Regions from separate parts of the Mus musculus genome. Here region 2 is linked to region 1. The links are chromatin contacts, called in public ChIA-PET maps. All regions are on one chromosome and are shown on one strand. Each heading gives the region's core, a stretch centred on a gene start, on an enhancer-like site or on the middle of the called end of the contact. The rest is flanking DNA. Distances are from core to core; before and after follow the strand shown.

Evidence for each region. ChIA-PET counts read pairs in DNA pulled down with a chosen protein or histone mark.
Region 2: an RNA polymerase II ChIA-PET map of memory CD8 T cells shows a contact between it and region 1, with 107 read pairs. The contact joins the promoter of Gpatch4 here to the promoter of Sh2d2a in region 1. A contact is called at or near these places in 7 of 39 promoter capture datasets (the 3T3-L1 cell line, embryonic stem cells, liver and 4 more), 4 of 115 datasets of contacts at active chromatin or transcription factors (bone marrow-derived macrophages, effector CD8 T cells, embryonic stem cells and 1 more) and 1 of 9 other capture datasets (adipose tissue).

What each region holds. Positions count from the first base shown.
Region 1 is chr3:87,844,275-87,849,529 of GRCm38.p6, reverse strand. Sh2d2a (SH2 domain containing 2A) reads right to left here and starts at 2,775. Exons shown (of 7, transcript NM_021309.3): 1 at 2,423-2,775; 2 at 1,739-1,893; 3 at 991-1,172; 4 at 378-467; 5 at 51-219. The coding sequence starts at 2,456.
Region 2 is chr3:88,039,413-88,045,086 of GRCm38.p6, reverse strand. Gpatch4 (G patch domain containing 4) reads right to left here and starts at 1,981. Exons shown (of 8, transcript NM_001110809.2): 1 at 1,908-1,981.

The sequences.
Region 1 (5,255 bases), core at 1,526-4,025:
GGATGTAGTGGCGGCGACACTCAGTTATGGGACTTGGGTAAAGGGCTCACCTGTCGAGCGAGGGGTTGGGTGAGTATCTCTCCGTAGGGGCTGAGGGGGCACTCTGTGTAATGTTCAAGCAGGTCCTGAAGCTGCGCATGGGCACTGTCTTCACCTAGCACCACGTGGCGCCCATCCCCTAGCTGCGCGAGGAGGAAGTGACGGCAGCAGGTCTGGCTCCTGGAGGGGCCACTTTGAGTCAGACTTGCCATTTCTTCCCCCACCAGGCTGAGAAGGGGAAGAACCCTGAGCCCTCCTTGGAGAGAGTGGGTAAGCACAGGGGCTTGCCCCTTAGCAGGAAGCCCGCCTCCAGCTGGTCAACGAGGACTGCCCCTCACCTGTAGGACAGCACGAAGGTCACAGCACTCTCGCTGAAGCGCACCAGATAGCATCCTAGAGGCTGGGGCTGCAGCAGCCTCTCGGCTTCCCTGGAGAGAAGTGTAGGGCTGGTTTTGACTCTTGCGACCTCGGTTCTGTCTCCTCTCTTAAGGGACCCCTCACCTCCACCCCAAGCAAGCCTACCAAGTCTAAGTGAAGACGAGGGGACAGGGGTCCTACTTAAAAGACCCTGGGCTTCATCTGCAGGGTAGCATGGAGAGGGAGCCGCAGCAGCAACAGACATGGTAGTTAAAGAAATAGAGTTTAGAAGTTGAAAGCTGGAGATAATGAGAGAGAAGAGGATTGAGAAAAGGAGAATCCGGCTGGAGATAAGAGCACTGACTGCTCTTCCAGAGGTCCCGAGTTCAATTCCCAGCAACCACATGGTGGCTCACAACCATCTGCAATGGGATCTGATGCCTTCTTCTGGTGTGTTTAAATAAGTAAATCTTTAAAAAAGAGAGCGAGGAAATGGAGGAGAGAGCTGAGAGATGGAGGCCTGGGAAACGAGAGTCCTCGCTGTCAGGATTTCCCTGACTGACTCAGGACCCTGTGCCTTCCTCTGTGACTCACCTTCTGGTGATGAAGCCATGGAACCAAAGAGGGGCAGTCTTGAGCAAGAGCCAGTGGGCCTGGGTCTTCTGGACCCATGCTCTGGTCTCAGCTTGCAATGACAGGTCACCTTTCCCAGGCACCTCTTCTGCCCTATCGGCATTCCCTAGGACCCAGGCAGTTCCTGGGGCTGAGGCAGAGACCTGGACATGAGAAGTCATGGACAGAAGCGGCCACGATTAGCAGACTTCTAACCCTAAACTGCCTCCTGTTTATCCTCATTCCAGCCCCTCCCCCAGTCTATTTTAGGGTGAGATTGCCCAGAAAGTCCTTTCTAAGGTCACTGACTTAAATTCCTTCTGTATCTTCCATACTGGCCCCAGAGGGCAGGAGATGGTACAGGAAGTCACCTCAGGCCAGGGGAGGGTGACTTCATCTCTAATAAAGGAGACTGAGCTGGTGGGTGAGAGGAAAGGGGACTGAAGAAAGATCTGGAATGCTCTGGGCAAATGGACGTGCTGGCACAGCATGCAGACAGTTGCATTTGGTGTCAGTGTACTGTGTCCTGGTCCCCTGATGACTGGGCCTGAGATTTTTCAGGGCCAGAGAAACTGAGGGCAAGTGGGTAGCTATGTACGGGAGGAAGGAACTCCCCACTTCCTGCTTCCGGTCCCCAGCTTGCATTTTGACATGGGTTCATGTGCACACCCTCATCCTCGAGAGGATGGTGGTGGATGAGGCAGCTGCACCCACCTAGGTTTCTACTCACCACCGTGTGGTTAGTTCTGGGGCTGAGCTGAACCCCCTGTTCCTTCATAACTTGCATGCTGGGCCTGCTCCCACAACTCAAGTTCTGGCATCTCCCCTGGGTCAGGTTCATTGGCTGGAAGGTGTTGAAGGTTGATGAAGTAGCTTCATGATTCCCTGTTGGCACAAGGGAGGCTGGTGGGGTTTCCCAGAGGCAGGCCATCTTTCCCTCCCTTCTTTACTTCAGGCTCTTAAACATCTCCAAAGGGGCTTTTCCCAACAGGGACAGTCATGAGGACAGGAGAAGTGCAAGTGTGTACCAGGGAGGTAGCGGGTGGGAATCCCAGGGATAGGAATAAGGAGTCAAGGTGTTTCAAAGGGACTGGTGGCAAGAGAAGGGTTGTCCGTAAAGGGAGAACCCTGGGGTCTAGGCTGAGCCTCTGAGGCCTGGAAGCCCCGTAGAGAGGTAGTCCCTTAGGCCAGGCCTTCCCTTGATCTCGACTCCTCTGTCTTTCACCCTCCCATTCCAGGCTCCTAAAAATCTCTTGGGATCCTGTCCCCTGCCCTCAGGGATGCAGAGATGTGGAGCCCCAGAGATGGAGTAGAAGCAGTGGACACTAAGGCAGCTCTGGCTTGGGTCAACTGCTTAGCTGTGAAGTGGAGGCTGAGGCTCAGGAAGGGAGCAGAGAGAAAACTTTATACGTACCTTGGGGGCATGGTTGGGCCAAGCAGAACTCCATGGAAGCAGGTGTGGGTGCTCTCAAAGGAGGTGCACACTCGGCAGCTGCTCATCTCTCCTCTCCCTCCTTCCCCCAGGGACAGGAAATGTCGCTTTACCCACCTCCTTTGTCTCGAAAAGGACCCACGTCATGGAAAGTGCAGTAACACACCAGTCCTGTCTCTGGAAGCCAGGCACTTGGGGTAGTGGTGGGCTACTCTGTTAGGTGTGAGGTGTTCTTGCTATCTGACCTTTGTCCCCTTCTCCAAAAGTGTTATAAGGCTTCTCAGAGATTCATACTCAGAAGTTTGCATTGAGAAGATACATGAGGTGAGTGGGGCAGAGCTGCAACAGGAAGGATGTGGGTCAGACCTCTGGAAGGACTTTTGTGTATATACGTATATGTGTCTGTGCTTGTTCAACGTATGTGTTATACCGCAGGTGCACTTGCCTATATGTGTAACAAGGAAACTAAAGGTTGAGGCAAGTGGCTTCCCCAACCATTCTCCACCTTATTGAGACAAGGTCTTTCACTGAGCCTTGAGCTCATAATTTCAGCTAGACTGGCAGGTCAGTTAACCCCCTGGGATTCACTCATCTCCTCTTAAACCAGCACTGGGGCCACGGACATGTGCACACTGAGGTTCCTATCTCAGCCTAAATGCTTGAATAGCAGGGACTTTGCTCACAGAGCCATTGCTCCAGCTGCTGGGGACTCGGTTAGCTATGTGGGACCCACGAGACCTGGGTTAGAGAGGAGGGGCCTGATGTTCATCTTTGAGCAGATGGTGGATTTAGATTAGGGCAACACTAAGCAACCTTAGGGGATTCTCTAACTAAACAGGTCGCTGCTAGGAATGGCAGGATTGGCTGTTGGGGTTGACTCTGAGCTATCTCACAGCTTTGTCCACTGTGTGCTTCCAAGCAAGTAGTTGCTATCTTGGGAGGCTGTGGAGCTTGTAAGAGGTAGGTACCAGAGGCAGGGTATACTGGACAGGCAGGGTCTTCTGCATCTTTTGGCATCTACCCAGGAAACCAGATCCTATGACCTACACCAAAGTATTTAACAGTATTTAGAAATGCAAAAGACAGCATATCTTTTATCCCAGGCCCAGCACTCAGAAGGCAGAGGCAGGGGGATATCTGAGTTTGAGGGAAGCGTGGTTTACAGAGTGAGTTCTAGCGCTGCTAGGGCTATATAGAAAAAAAAAGTGTCTTGGAAAACAAACAAACAAATAACAAAGACCACATCTGGAATATCACAATAGCCAACACCAGACATAGCCATGGTGATAAAGACATCCTGGTGCTGGCATGAAAGGAGAGGGTTATGCCAGTGCAAGAGAGCAGAGACCATGGAAAGAAGCTCACAGAGCTATGTCCCCTTCATTTTTGACAAAGGAGACAAAAGCATATAGGCATAAATTTTTCTCAGCCTACTTTAATAAGCGTTCAACCTCCCCTCTAGCCCACCACCCACCAGAGGTAGTGGAAAAGAAATGTTATTAGGGCATGGGGAAAGTGGACCTGTTTAGAAATAGTTCTTTGGGGGTGTTTCCAATCTTCATTGTCAGGATATCAGTAATCCAGTCCAGTGGCAAACACCAAACATGAGTCAGCAGCTGCACTCCATCCATTCAGCAATCACCACTCACGAATCAGCAACTAAAGTTCAATCCCGAAGAATCCAAAAGGGTTGCCAACCTGCCAGAGGCCGAGGAAATGGCAAGAAGTTGCAGGAACCTCAGGACAAGTTCTTTGGTGAGTTTCTTTTTATGAAGTCACCATAGGCAGAGCTCAGCAATGCAACATAAGGCAAACCAATATATGCATGTTGTCAGCAAAGAATAGTGAGGCAGAGCAAAGCAAACCAATGTTCTAGCTCCCACTGTCTGGGGGGGGGTCATATTTACATCCCTTCATCACGCATCCTTTCACCTGTGTCTGCTTCAGCAAAACATTCTTTCACGTGTCTGTCTAGCAAAACATCCTTTCACCCGTGTGCCCCAGCAAAACATCATTTGACATCACTGACTTTCCAATGAAACCAAAAGTTTCCACTTCAAAAGCATGCAGTGAAAAGAATCCCATGCAACAAACTGTGCTGGCAAAATTAAATATCCATGTGCAAAATAATAAAATTAGATTTACATCTCTCCTTTTAAACACAAATCAATTCAAATTGGATCCAAGACCTTAATTTAAGAATGGAAACGTCTAGAAGAAAACATAAGGAATACTCTGCAAGACACTGGGGAAGGCAAGAACTTTCTGAACAGAATACCAAGGTTGCAGGAACTAGTCCTGAGTATTAAAGATGGCACAACACAAGAATACAAAGTTTCTATACAGTAAAAGGAACTACTAGAAGCCGGGCATGGCTGTACCAACCCCTTGAGGAACACACAGATCTCAATGAGTTCAAAGCCAGCTGGTTTACATGTATCAAACACAAAACAAAACAAAACAAAAATCAACCCCACAAAAAAACCCCCAAGGGACTTATATATCCAGGATTCACAATGAACTGCAGAAATTACATATCAAGGAAAGAAAATTACCAGTCAATAAATGGGCAGTAAGTTGACTAGAGTTTTCAGAAGAAATACAATGGACAATAACTGTTTTTAAAGATATTTGGCATCCCTAGTCATCAGGGAAATGCAATTTAAAACTACTCTGAGATACCTACTGGCTCCAGTCAGAATGGCTGTCATCAAGAATTTGGAGGATGTGGTAAGGATGGGGAGAGAAAGGGACTCTTACTCACTGTTGGTAGGACGACAAATTAATACAGTCATTGTGGAAATCCGTTTAGAGA
Region 2 (5,674 bases), core at 732-3,231, 200 kb before region 1:
CCACATTATTCCTCCCCCCCTTTTTTTATTTTTTGAGACAGGTTTCTTTGTGTAGCCTTGGCTGTCCTGGAACTAGCTCTGTATACAAGGCTGACCTCAAAGGCATGCACCACAAATGCCTGGCTCCCTCTATTTCTCATGACTGCATAGACTGTGTAGTTTCCCAGGTACCACACCAGTGATAACGATGCTTTGTTAAGGGACTATGCTCTTGTGTACTCTGGTGTCTAGGAATACTCTTCAATTCTGCATAGCTAAATGCCCCAAAGCTCACAAAACCTTATAAAATGGAGGCAGGGTGTTAGCAATCGTGACAGTCGAGTTTAGGAAGAATCACATGTCTATCCACCTTTCCATTAGGAAGGATGATTGCATGAAGCCCAAATGAAACGGAACTGTGAATACAGCAACACAAAAACGGGGTAAAGAAGTGGTCTTCTTGACCAAAGTGTGGACACTTAACCCCTTCCTAGAAATGGGAACAAAACACCCATGGAAGGAGCTACAGAGACAAAATTTGGAGCTGTGACAAAAAGATGAACCATCTAGTGATTGCCATATGCAGGGATCCATCCCATAATCAGCTTCCAAACGCTGACACCATTGCACACACTAGCAAAATTTTGCTGAAAGGACCCAGATATAGCTCTCTCTTGTGAGACTATGCCGGGGCCTAGCAAACACAGAAGTGGATGCTCACAGTCAGCTATTGGATGGATCACACGGCCCCCAATGCAGGAGCTAGAGATATTACCCAAGGAGCTAAAGGGATCTGCAACCCTATAGGTGGAACAACAATATGAACTAAGCAGTACTCCGGAGCTCTTGTCTCTAGCTGCATATGCATCAAAAGATGGCCTAGTCGGCCATCACTGGAAAGAGAGGCCCATTGGACTTGCCAACTTTAGATGTCCCAGTACAGGGGAACGCCAGGGCCAAAAAGGGGGAGTGGGTGGGTAGGGAATTGGGGGGGGTGGATATGGGGGACCTTTGGGATAGCATTGAAAATGTAAACGAGGAAAATACCTAATTAAAAAAAAATTAAAAAAAAAAAAGAAGTGGTCTTCTTGGATTTTTTTTGTTTTTGAGGGCTTACTAATTAGCCTGGCTAGCCTGGGTTACACTGGCCTGCCTCTCTCCCAGGTGCTACCTTGCTTCTTGAAATGGAAACAGAAGTAAAATTTAGATGCTGAGGTCACCATGCAAATACCACTTATTATAAATACCAAATTATTTCTGACTATTTTAACAGTAAGAATAATCATACCCCACACTTGTAGTGCATTGACTCACCACGAACCTGCTATTAACTGCTTCACATGGATTGTCTCATTGATGCCTGCCAACATCTTATAAGAAGGTATTACTTAGCCTTAATTTACAAAGAAGAAATCGAACACTGCTAATTCGAACACCAAACAACTGGCAAGTAGTGGATCCAGGATTGGTAGTGAAGCATTTCATGAGCAACTCACTGCTTTGTACCTTTACAGCTTCTTTCTTCTGCTGTAAGCCTTCCCCACATTCTATTTCTCATCACAGTAATTCAAAACCACACTTCCCGGAAGGCGGAGGCAAGCTTTATTTCCCAGCCCTTGAGAATCGTTCAGCGTTTCTGGACTGAAATGAGTGACACAGTAGGAATCGTTTTTTAACGCACTTGCAATGGGCCGGCGTGGGCAGACGCAGCCTGATCTGCGAAGGCTGCAAGTACACTGAGACGCGGTCTCCTTTCCAGCCAGTTTCCAGGGATGTCCAGAGCCACCCGTTTGCAGCAGCCTAGAGGACCAGCCGCCGCCTTTTCCTCCGGTTATAAATCCAAGCCCCGCAGCCACAGAGTCAGCAGGGTGGAACTACTCTCCGATCTTCGCCCTTGCTCCCGCCCCTGGGGAAAGCAAGCTCCTTACCGTCAGTGTACAGTCCTCTCCGTGGAAGCACGTGTGACACCCGACTTGGGTGCAGCCATCTTCCCGGAAGTGAACTTTGGCCCTTCTAGGATGCAGAAACCATAGAGACGTCCTGACAGTAGCCACTCCCCTGGATGTTTGCCACGGAAACTGAGTTCCAGGCTGGGTGCTAGTTTCCTTCCTGCAGTTGTTGGAAGCCAATGCGCCGCCCTAACCTCTGTTTCGGGTCCCCCACCCCCACCCCCACCCCCGACCCTATCCTGAGCTTTCCGGAGTTAGTGCCTCCCTTGAGGCAAGGACACTCAGGCTCTGCGTAGCGGGATCAGCACTGGTTGCACACTACCTTGTCCCTTTCGTACTGGGAACACAAGAACACTTAAGACTCGACCCTTAACTTGGAGGAGCATGTAGACTTGCTCCAAGAAGAGGAGACGAAAAGGGGTCCAGGGCACCGGAGCTGCAAGTACACCATTCCCACCAGCAGTTGTAGGCTTCTGCGGCCGGCCGGCCGCCCAAAAACAAGGGAAAAGAGCGTTTCATATTGCCTCCCCATATGGGAATAGCCATTTGCTTGTTATCTAGAACGCAATTACGGCAAAGGATATAATAAAGAAAATACACTGAGGGCAGAAGAGATAGCTAACCCATTAAGAGTGTTTCAGATTGAGTTCCCAGCACCCATATGGATTCCAGAGGATCCAACACCTTCTAACTTCTGAACTGCAGATGCATACATGCAGGCAACGCACACACACATATAAAATTACATCCTTAACAATTAATTAAAAAGAAAAGAAATTACAGTGGGGGATCTTCAAGAGCATCCAAGTCTAGTTACCAGTATCCATGTTGGGTGGTGACACATGCCTTTAATCCCAGCACTCGGGAGGCAGAGGCAGACGGATTTCTGAGTTCGAGGCCAGCCTGGTCTACAAAGTGAGTTCCAGGACAGCCACGGCTATACAGAGAAACCCTGTCTCGAAAAACAAAACAAAACAAAAACAACAACAAAAAAAGATGCACAGTATCCATGTTGGGTATTCACAGGTACCTGTAAACTCCAACTCCTGGGGACCCATGGCCTCTGCTGGTATCTATAAACATATACACAGGCCCACTCACAGAAACACATAATTAAAAATGAATCTTTAAAAAAGCAAAACAGAACAAAACAAAACAAAACCCATGATAGCAGAAACAGAGATGCAATGGGTGAATTCTGAAAATCATCCTACTACCCTGACCATGTCAAGAGAACGGGAGTCTTTTGTAACAAAAGAGTTATCTGGTCACATCTGTGTATCATTTGTGTGAGGCCCATATTAGGATAGTGTCTTAATTGTTGTGAAGGAACAACATGACCAAGGCAACTCTTCTAAGGAAAAAAAATTTAATTGGGGCTGGATTACAATTTCAGAGGTTCAGTTCATTATCATCGTGGTGGGAGGCATGGCAGCCTGCAGGCAGACATGGTGCTGGAGGAGCTGAGAGTTCTACATCTTAATCCAAAGGCAGGAGACAGGGACTGCCTTCTGCAGGCAGCCAGGAGGAGACTGGAATTCCACATTGAGCAGAGCTTAATCATGGGAGACACACACATCCTCTGCCAAGGCCACATCAATTCTAACAAGGCCACACCTCCTAATATTGCCATTCATTTTGGGCCAAACATTCAAACACATGATTCTATGGGGGCCAAACCTATTCAAATTCAAATCACCACAGGCAAATAGGAGCATCTCACTATCCTGCTAACCAATACATTTTTATAGCACCTCCTATAGTAGTTTGAGTACAAATGTCGCTAGGCTCTTATGTTTAAATTCTTGGTCCCCAGGTGGTGGAACTGTTGGGAAAGATTAGGAGGCATGGCCTTGATGGAGGAGCAGTGTCACTTTGAGGTTTCAAAATCCAATGTCATTCCCAATACTTTTCTCTCTGTCTTGTGCCTGTGGATCAGACATGAGCTCTCAGCTACTACTCCAGTGCTGTGTCTGCCTGTTTGCTTCTGTGCTCTTTCACGGTGGTCATGAACTCTAATCCAAAAAGGAATAGACAAGGCCAGCATGTCCTTAGATCCAGCTCTAGGTGTTTGCAGAGGGTATCACAGATGCTTGGTGTGTGTTATGGTGTGCATGTGTGCATGCCTGTGTTCATAGCACGTGGAAGGTGAAACCAGGAGAATCAGGAGTTTAAAGTCATACTTAGCTCTTCAGCAATTTCAAGGCCAGTCTGGTTACATGAAAACCGGTCTTAAGGGCAGAGCCAAGCCCATGCTCATGGATCACAGGTCATGTGGAGCCCAGTTGTTAAAGAATCGATCCTTCTGCCTTTATCCTTGCTGTTTTGCCTCTCTATTGGTTTCCTTGTTGCTTTATGAACAAAAGAGTTTTGCTACATAGTCCTGGCTAGCCTAGAACTTACTTTGTAAATCATGTTAGCCTTGAATTTGTAGCAATCTTTTGCCTCTACCTTTCCCCATCACCAAGCCCAGTCACACATTGTGGGTTTTACTGCTGAGATTTTACAGACAGGCTCTCAATTTCCTTCTTTTCTACTGGAATCAGGCATGATGGGACATACTTTATAATCCCACGTGACTTGGGAAGCTGGGGCAGGGGGATGGCTACAATCTCTAGGTTAGCCTGAGGTATGTAAAAAGACTATGTGGAAAGAAAGAAGGAGAGAGAGAGGAGAGAGAGGAAGAAGAAGAAGAAAGAGGAGGAGGAGGAGGAGGAGAAGAAGAAGAAGAAGAAGAAAGAGGAGGAGGAGGAGGAGGAGGAGGAGAAGAAGAAGAAGAAGAAGAAGAGGAAGAGGAAGAAGAAGAGGAAGAGGAAGAGGAAAAGAGAGAGAGAGAGAGAGAGAGAGAGAGAGAGAGAGAGAGAGAGAGAGAAAGAAAAAGAAAAAGAAAAAGAAAAAGAAAAAGAAAAAGAAAAAGAAAAAGAAAAAGAAAAAAAATTGCTGGACAAGGTGGTTTATGACTTTAATCCCAGAATTCAAGAGGCAAAGACAGGCAGATCTCTGTGAGTTCAAGGCCTCTCTGGTCTACAGATTAAGTACCAAGACAGTCAAACTTGTATAGTTAGATCCTATCTTTAAAAGAAAAAAAAAGTTAGGTGCATAGAAAGAAGGTTAGAGAGATGACTGGGTGGTTAAGAGCCCTTGTCTTTCTTGTAGAGGACCTTGGTTCTGAATTTCATTCCCAGCATGCATTTAGTAGCTCATCAACTATCTATTTCTAGAGGACAATTAACCCTCTTCTGGCCATCTTCTGACCTCCAAGGCTAAAACATTCCATCTTACAGCTTGCTAAATCAGAAGGTAAATAACTCAAAATAGCCCCAGGAAGTCCCCAGAAGACAAATGTGGCAAGATTTGTGTCAAGCTGGAGATGCTAACACAAAACTGTTTAAAGCCAGATTGTGTGTTAAAGGGCTTCTTGACAGTCTTAAAGCCTGAGGACAGTTCACAGAGGTCATCCATGATAGAACAATACAGGGGGATCTGATCAAGCCTGTCTCAAGGGTGGATCGTTATCTCCCAGGTTAAGGAGGGTACATTTCTCTCCATCAAAAAGTTATGCTGGGGGTGGAGATGGTTTTCCCAGCCTGGAATTCCCCCCAACAGCCAGGTATGGTGAAAGAGGAGGCAACAGTTACAGAGAGTCAGCAAGTGCAGTGGGGGAAGAACAACAGAGCCATATTCCCCTTTGGTCCTGAGTAAGTCAGCTGAAGTCAGACTGTCTTCTTTTTACCTCCCATCTCTTT